Linked DNA regions of Pan troglodytes: region 2 is linked to region 1. Evidence: chromatin contacts called from public Hi-C data. All regions are on one chromosome and are shown on one strand. The core of a region is the stretch at or near the end of the contact, and the rest is flanking DNA. Distances in the headings are between cores, read along the strand shown. Region 1 overlaps PSMB7 (proteasome 20S subunit beta 7). Region 2 holds the start of LHX2 (LIM homeobox 2).

Region 1 (4,363 bases), core at 1,136-3,635:
TTGGCTTGCCTCGCCAGGAAGCTTTTGGCCAGGACTTATAATGAAATGCATGCATACAATTAAACCATTTAAAGCCTGCGTCTGTTTTACCGAGCAGTGAGAGGTGCTCCACTGCTCTCTAGTGGCTGGATATGGTCCCCTGGTGCCCGCCTTATTTTATATTCATCAATCAGCTCTGCACACGTTGGCATTGTTAGCCTCCAGAGCAAGCACCAGTACTAGGAGATGAGGCCTTGGAGGCAGGAATGGAGTGAAAAATGATCCCAGTCTGTGGGTCTGTGGAAAGCACCAAATTTTACCCAGGATGAGTGGCCAGTTGACTAACAATGAGCAAGTGTGAGTAAGCGCTCTGTCAGGGAGAGCTGACACTGATGGATTAGAAAGTCCTGTGTGTGACTCTGTTATCGCCGCATACATCTTACACCTTGGCAGGCCATGGTGGCAAACAGGTCCTTGGCTGCTTAAAATGGACCGCTCTTTAGCAGAAGGAGCAGCTTTTTTTCCTGAGACGATCTGGTTAAATTGATTTGGGAAAAAGCAGTAGAAATCCATTTCCTGCTGCCTCTCATAACTTCATGACTTTGAGAAAGAAATTCTGAAGACCTCTGTTTCCATGAAAGCTGCCAACCCTGGGACTTGCTGAGAGTGATTGTATAAAATAGCTGCCTGGAGGACCAGGACCTTGTCGGGGAGGAATTTCATCAGCCAGCTTTTCTTGAACTTTCAGTGTCCCCAGCATTTTGCTTTACACGCGCCATCTTGTGTAACCCTCAGAGCCACCCTTTGAGGAAGGCACCTCCTGTCCCCTGCCTCTTGTGCGGGGAAGGAACCTAGTTCAGTAGGGCTGCTGTGCCCCTCGGTTTCCGGTTGCATCATTCACGTTGTGCTTGATGCAGTTGCTTGTGCCTCCTGGAGCAACTTTGGCAGCTTTGCAGAGCTCGGAGTGATGTGCCCAGCTAGGGAGCGCCAGGGCCGGGCCACCTCTTGTGCCTCTTGGTGTTCCCAGAGCCTGCTGCTGCTGCGTGGGCACCTGGGAATGGGTTGTTTGAAGAAAGAGTGGGAAGTTGCCCTTCTGAAGAGTGCATGAGCTTGAGAACCCATGCTTCAGAATAGGACCTAGATTTAAAGCTTGGCTCCGCTTCTCATTGACTCTTGCCATGGGCAAACTATTTGGAACCAATTGAGTCTCAATTTCCTTGTCTGTAAAAGGGCCAAATACTCCCAGTACTTGAGTTCAGGGTCCAGGACCTAAGACCGTCAATGAATGTTTTCCCCTTCTGCAGTTTGAGAGTTAGTGAGCACCTTATTAGAAAAAGTAGATTTCTACCTTTCAGGTCCTTCCTAGCTTTTGACTTAGAAGCAGCAGGTTTTAGGAAATTATTTCAGTCTTTTACTGTTTCTTTAGCATATCTAATAACATAGATTATAGAATTGCTAAATTTGTTGAGTATTTTAGTGAACTCTGACATAGAAAAATAACACGTTTAAATGTACAGAACAAGTAAAAGCAATATCTAGATTGTAAAATTTCAGATTTCATCCTGAATTGGATTGTTCGCTCAGAAAAAGTTAGTTTCAAAGTGAATTACTAATCCTGGTAAGCTAAGATCGAAACACCTTCAGAGGTTTTAGAAAATGGAGACTAATTTTAGGTTTTTTTTTTTTTTTGAATGAGGCTATTTTAAAATAAATGCTGTTATAACAGATACTTGAGTGGCATTGCTAAACAGTGAATGGCATATGTTTAATCATTTAAAACATTTAACTAAATTCCAGTCTCATTTGAATTTCCAAGCAAAACAACACAAATTAACTATATCCAGATGTGTGTGGTAATCGTTGAGCTGAAATCTAAAGAAGAAGCAAGTTTGAAAGCATGCTTTTTTGGGGTGGGGAGCTAAGAAAAGATAGCTCCATCTCCCAGGCTTACTTGCTAATCTTGATTTCAAGCATTTGGCTTTGCTATTTAAGAGGCAAACGTGGTGGAATGGAAAGAACATCGCACACTTTAAATTCAGAAAGATCTGGCTTCAGAATCCCAGATTTGCTTATCACTGGCTGTGTGATCTGGGCATGTTCCTTATCTTTGAGCTTTATTCTCCTTTTGTAAAATGGGACTACTACTACTTGCCATGCCTGAAGAGCAAACAAAACTGATGTGACTGTGCTGTGAAAGTTCTTAAGTACCGTGTGCATCTGTTGTAGTTTGTTCAGTGCTGTGTTTGCCAAGAGTACACTTCTGGATAAGTGGGGTCTAGCCCCATGCTGAAACGCTCAGAGGACTTCATTATTAAGATGATTGTATCTCTAAGACGGTCCTAAGGAAGCCCTCCTAAGGACGGTAGGCAGGAGAGACATGGTGTATTTGTTTGTGATGATTGATTGCTGTTGTTCTTTGGGTCTGTTGACTCATGCATGGATTGACCTTTAGGCCCTTGTATACAAATGTAAGGAATAAGCTGCCTGCTGCTGCTGTTACACGGAGACTGTGACAGCTAGCAAAGTCTTGGTCTTTTGCTTGTTTTTTCCCTCCCCTCACAATGTTGGATTTTCTCCAATTTTTTATACCTTAAAAAATTGCTATTAATGCCTGCACTTTGAAGAAAAATTTAAAAATACAAGTAAACAAAAAGAAAATAGCACCACCCAGAAATAGGCTTAATATTTTGATTTATGTGCTTCCAGGTTTGTATAATATATAGTGCATAAGCATGTCTGTTAATTTTGCTTTAGAACATGTTTTTCCCCCACTAAATACTATAGCATGGATATCTTCCCATTGCCAAAAAAATGTACTTCTACTTTGTCATGTTTAATGTCTGTGTGTACAGTATTTTATTGTTTATTTTCCCTGGCTCCTGATTGTTGAACCTTTACATTTACTTCCAGGTATTTTTTTTCCCCCCTTTAATCTAAACAATGATCTTTTAAGATACGTGACTTGGGTACTTGTCCATGTGTTTCTTTAGAATAAGCCCCTAAGAGATTTGCTGGTTTGGTGGGTATGTATAGCTGTATGATTTCCAATCGATGTTTCTACATTGCCCATTAGAAGAGTTCTATCCATTTCTGCTTCTCCAAGTGTGTCAGAGTACCCATTTGATCACACCTTTGTCAGCACTATTATTCTTTTTAATCTTTGCTAATTAAAAAGGCAAAAGGTAGTTATTTTACTTCAATTCATATTTCTTTGATTGCTAGTGAACTTGGTCAGTGTTGCTTAATGTATGTAGGCCTCTACCTTTTCTCTTTCGTAAACTACTGTCTTCTCTGTTGGAGTCTTGATGTATTTATCTGTGAGCTCTTTTTAGTTATTAATGTTCTGCATGTTGCATGTATTTTTCGGAGTTTCAGGGCTTTTATTTTACATTCTTAAAGGAGCTAGTAATTTTGTTTATAAGCCAGTGGGCCTGCTATTATAAGATGTTTCATTTTAACAGACTGGCTGGAGGTGTGGTCCTTGTGGAACTGGTGCTTGGGACTCCTTCTTCTGGGGCTCAGCAGATGTGGGTGACAAGAGGGTCTGTGGGTGAGTCCGGCCCTGACAGAGCTGGGAAGCAGGCCAGGTGCTCTTTCCAGGACTCCACAGGGCGTTGGTTGCAGGAGGAGCTTTGAATGAGGACCTAGCTGGAGCAGCTGTGGAGTGTCTGCAGTGGATGGGGGAGTGCCCTGCAGGTGAAAGGGAAAGAGACATTTGTCCTCCCTGCCTCCCTGTCTCTCCACAGCCCGGCTTCTTGGTGGGTTGGGGTGGCGGGTGTTGAGCAGGGTGTGTAGGTGGGCTTGGGGGAGGGCAGTGGATGCAGGAGGTCAGTCTGAGGGGACTAGGTAGCCATCATAGTGTCCTCACTTATATTCACCTAAGTGCTGGTCACTGAATTGCACCTTGTTTTTCTGTTTTAAAGAGCTTTGTTCTGGAAGCAATACTGGGTACTCAGTAACCGTGGGTGTGCTGAAAAGGCAGGCTTGGTGAAGGTTGCTAAGGAGCAGCTTCATGGAAACTACTGATGAGACCGAGAGCGTCAGTAGTATTAATATAGTGCAGAAATCCAGGAAAGGCCGTTCACTCCTGTGATATCACAGCGGTTTGGACTGGACTAGGACATATAACAGGACTTGGTTTTGCGGTTTTTAAGGCCCTTTTTCCTTTTTGAAAATTGAACTGGCTCTACACTTGAGTTTGTCTTATATTCAGCCTAGTATGGTAAACTAGGCGATAAATATTGCTTTACACCTTATCCAGGCATTTACTGCTATCCTCACGCCTTCAGGGGCAGCTTAGAGTTTTTTTTGGCTCCCTCATTTGGGTAGTTGGCCTCACTTTTAGTGCAGCTTAATTCAATAAGCGTCTCTCCTAATGCTGCCA
Region 2 (4,363 bases), core at 1,233-3,732, 380 kb after region 1:
CTCGCAGCACTTGAGGCAGCGCATGTGCCACTGCTTGTCCACCGCCAGCAGGTAGTAGCGGTCCGAGATCTTGCCCCCGCAGCCGGCGCACAGCGCGGCGCGGTCACTGCTGATGGACGGCATGGTCTGCGAAGGGAGGGAGGCGGAAGACAGCAGCGCCTGCGTCAGCCAGCGGCCCCTCCGCCGCCGGGAAACCGGCACCCACAGCTCCCTCTGTGGCCTTGGCTAGCCCTGAACGCGGAGGGGGCTGCCAGGACATGCGGCGCGCTTCCCCCCACCCCAAAAGGCCCATTTCCATTTCTGGGCGGTTCAGAACCCAGGCCTGCCTGCGCAGCCCTCGCCAGCCACGGGCCCAGGCCGGGCTCCTGGCCTAAATGGCTCTGGTGCTTACCTCTCTTCCTTCCAGTCCTCCCTGTCCTTTCCCCCAAAATGCTCGGGCTGTGTTTAGGGACCAGGACAGCTACTCCAGTCAAGCCCTCCAAGAGCTTTCCCTAAACTGCTTCTTAAATGAGCCACCCGGGGGATAAGGTGACCATTAAGTCACCCTCCACACAGAATCCTCTTTGGAGAGACAGCGGAGTTCCTGGGCCCCAGCTCCAGTGATCCCTGGATCCTTAGACCAGAGGTTAAGGCCAGGACAAGTCAGCCAACTTCTGGCTCCTCTGCCACACGGGCTGGGGCCCTCTTGGGTCCGGGGATGAGGTAAGTGGGGTGCAGGGACACCCTCAAAGTCCCTGGGTGAAGGACAGGTTCAACCCAAATACTTCCCTATCCAAACTGACCAGCAGAGAAGGTCTAACCGAAGAAGGGCTCAGAGGCCGGGAGGACACTGGCGCCGCTGCTCCTGCTCCCGGAGCAGAGAAGCTTCTCTCGTGCTCCCCACCTCCGCGGCCTCCTAAAGGTCACTTCTGGGCCCGCTGGTCGGGCAGTGTCTGCTTGTCTGGCCCCCAGGGAGGCCTGAGGCGAGGAACTGGCTATTTGGGGCTGGGCCCGCGGAGCCAGGTGTAGAGATCCAAATGGAGTCTCCTTCGGCGAGGGCCAGGCCGGAGCCTGAACTCCCAGCCCTGGCCTGGCTAAGTCTGACCAGTCAAGGGTCTGGGGACGCGATCAACGACAAATGTTGGCGCCGAAGACTTCGGCCTCTGAAACCACGCTGGGGGTTGAGGAGGATCCCCGATTGCCGGAAAGCTGGGAGCGGCCCAAGCCGGCTGGAGCTCCAATGCTCCCAGCTGGTTCGCCCTTCCCTGGCGCCGCTTGCGGCGCCGCCAGCAACCGGAGCCGAGAGGTGGAGGAGAGCGCGGGGCTGTCGACCCCGGCACCGGGCAAGGTGAGAAGGGAGCCGCCCCGGGCCGCGGATGGGACTTCGCTTCCAGTTCGGAAGAAACGCTCTCCTCTACCCCCAGGGCCGAGATTTCGGTTTCAACCTTGTTTCCCTTCTGCGTCCCAGCAGCCGGGTTTCCCCCGAACCGGGAGCCACCGGCCTTGCATTCTGACCGAGGATCCCCAGCACCCAGTCCCGTGCGGCACGAAGGACGCTCCCCAAACTTCGGGGAGCAGAGGCGCTGACTGGCCCGGCCCCATCCCAGCTCTCAGCCCCGACCCCACAGCCGCGCGCCTACCGTCTCGGTGTCGCCGCGGTCGATGGCGGAGCTGATGGCGGGAGCCTCGCTCTTGGCCCTGCGGTCCATCTCGTCGATGACCCCGTGCACCTCGGGGCCCGACAGACTGTGGAACAGCATCGCGGCGGGACCGGCGGGGCCGGGGGCGCGGCTCCTCCGAGGGAGGGCTTGCCCCCCGCCTCAGCTGCCTGGCGCTCCTGGCGCTAACGGGCCCGGTGCATCGCCACCGCGGCCCCGGCCCCGCCCGAGCTCGGCTGAGCCCCCAGGCCGGGCTCCGGGCCCCGGGCGCTCGCGGGGCAGGACGCCTCCCGCCGAGGCGCGGGGGCAGCTACATTGCGGGGCGCCTGGGCGACGGCGCCAAAGCCAGGGTCACAAGGGCACGGGACAAGCGGGGCGGGGGGAGCAGGAGACTAGGGCAGAGGTCGGCGCCCGCCGCGGGCGCTTTCACGCCGCGGGCATCGCCCGCCCGGCTTCAGCGCCCGGGGCGCAAAGCAAGGGCGCAAACTCTGCCCGAGGCGGCGACGGCTGCGGTCGGGGTTCACCCAGAAGCTGCTAGGTGTCCGCGGCGGCCCAGCTGCCTGGACCCCTCCCCTCCCTGGCGTGCGCCCCCAGCCCAAGGCGACCCTCTTGGGCGCTGAGTCGGCGACTGGAGTAGGGGTTTCTCCGAAGCCTGCGAGCCGAGTCGAGCCACCGGGAGAATTGAAGAGGAGGAGGAAGAGGAGGAGGAGGAGGCGGAGGAGGAGGTGGAGGAGGAGAAAAAAGAGGAGGAGCAGAGTGGGAGGAGGAGCCGCCGGCCGCGGGCCCAGCCGCGCGCAATGCTCTCCAAGCGCGCGCCTAGCCCAGCCCCGGCTCTGCAGTCCGCGCCAGCGCAAGCCTCCGCGCCTTTTCTACAGCCGCGCCTGACATCACGTCCTGCCGCCGTGCCATTGGCCGCTCGGCGCCCCAGGCCCTGGCAGCGCGTGCTCCGGGAAGGCGGGAGACCCAAGAGGGAGGGGAGAGGCAAGAGGAGCAGAGGAGAGTCGAGATGGTGGGAGCTGGTGGGCGAGGCTGGAGGGCGGGGGTGGGAGGGAGGCAGGGAGGAGGGAGAGCGCGGGGTTTGGAGTTTTTAAGATACGAACAGCTTCCTGCGATATCTTCAGAAAGGAAAATTAAACCCTCTATCCTAAGAAGGCGCAGCAAGGGGATGCTCGTCTCACTGCGGTCTCCCTTCGGCCTGGAGCCGCGGCCTCAGGCACCCGCCTGGGAGGCCCGGGAAGGCAGGCCTGTGGCAGAGTTGCAAGAGCCTTCGGCCGGCCGTTTCCCATCGAGCTCCGCCTTCGGCCCGGGCTCTGCACAGCGGGCTGCAGGCGGCCGTGCAAGCCTCCTGGGTACCCGGCAGAGCCTGAGTGGCGAGACCGGCGAGAGCTGTGACTCCCGGGGAGGGGGGCCAGCCAGCATATCCACGCTCCAAGCCCGCTAGGGCCCAATCTGCAGCCCAGCATGTAGCTTCTCGCTCTTCCCGGTCTCTCCCCAGCCTGGAAGAGTGGGGGCGAGCATGGCTTTAGGAACTCAGAAAGGCCAGGGTTCGAATCCTAGCTCTGCCATTTACATGCACTGTAACCTTAGGCAGTGACTTATCCTCCCTTAGCCTGTTTCTGACCTTTATAATGGGCGACAAGAAGCTCTCCTCCGCATGGACGTGATGATTGAAAGAGACTGTGGATGTAAAATGCCTGGAACATAGTAGGCACTTAGCAAATTGTTTCATCACTCCCTCTTGCTCCTTTTCCATTAAAAACTTTCTCACTCCAAGACACATTCGATATCAGTGAGGTTCTTAAAAACCACAGGCCTATTCTCTGCCCACTGGGCACACCATGTCTCAGACCCCGCTGATGGCGCGAGTCCTCCTTACCCGCCTGGCTGCACCACCTCCCCAGGGGCCAACAAAGTAGCGTGCTGGGTAAATCCCAACTGCTACCCCCAGCCTCCAGGTTTCAGGCTCACCCTAGAGTCTCCTGGGGACTGGAGGGAAATACCCAGGTGTCTGGTGGGGGAGGGATTTAGGAAATAAAATGATTGTAGACAAAAACTGAATAAGCACTTCGGTTACAGAGTCCCATCTGGGTCTGCTTCGGAGGCAGGTTTGGCTCCGTCTAATAGGGACAAGGCGGGTGTCAGTCTGAAATGACTTGTTTGCCAGGACAGGTAAGGGGATAGTCAGGACCTGCGGTTTACCTCACAGGGTACAGAGTTGAGGCATGAAATCATGTTTTTCACGTGTGTAAGTAACTTTCACACACAAATATATGTGTGCACAAATATATGTATGCGTGTAATGCCCAAGCACATGAACTTGTGTTCATGTGTGCAAATACACATGTTTATCTCTGTTGGCAATAACACAGCCAGCACGAATTTTATCTCTGTTGGCAAAATCACAGCCAGCACCACTGTAGAGCTAGGGTCTTACACATGCGCATCAGGTGTAAGTGTCTAGAGCTGGAAAGAAGGATGCAACTGCCAAATGGTAAATTGCACGTTATACCTGCACTTGCGTGCTCAGGCGATTCTACTTAAATCACTGCAAGTGCTCCTACGAGGTCGTTTTGCATATTTGAAAAAACTTGAAGTTACAATCATATGTGTATATTCTGCATGTGTACAGATGCCCCAACGCGAGGGAAGGACCACTAAACCCAAAGACGCGCGTGCCCCTGTGTTCACACAGACGTGTGCTTCGGCGCCTGCACACGGCCGGCGCG

Evidence for each region. A called contact is a pair of places that touch in the nucleus more often than the background predicts.
Region 2: a Hi-C map of stem cell-derived neural progenitor cells shows a contact between it and region 1, with 5 times the contacts expected there. The contact joins the promoter of LHX2 here to the enhancer-like site in region 1. A contact is called at or near these places in 1 of 7 Hi-C or Micro-C datasets (stem cell-derived neural progenitor cells) and 1 of 1 datasets of contacts at active chromatin or transcription factors (stem cell-derived excitatory neurons).

Annotation. Positions count from the first base shown.
Region 1 is chr11:14,062,701-14,067,063 of NHGRI_mPanTro3-v2.0_pri, forward strand. All of the region lies in intron 5 of PSMB7 (proteasome 20S subunit beta 7), which reads left to right. Among named protein-coding and RNA genes, the nearest start is that of PSMB7, 25 kb to the left of the region's middle. Within about 2 kb of position 2,386, at least 4 of the 24 cell types and tissues checked have an H3K27ac peak or open chromatin away from gene starts, as enhancers often do. A contact at or near this core is called in stem cell-derived neural progenitor cells, where this site is marked.
Region 2 is chr11:14,442,894-14,447,256 of NHGRI_mPanTro3-v2.0_pri, forward strand. It overlaps LHX2 (LIM homeobox 2), which reads right to left and starts at 2,483. Exons shown (of 5, transcript XM_016961627.3): 1 at 1,620-2,483; 2 at 1-126. The coding sequence starts at 1,739.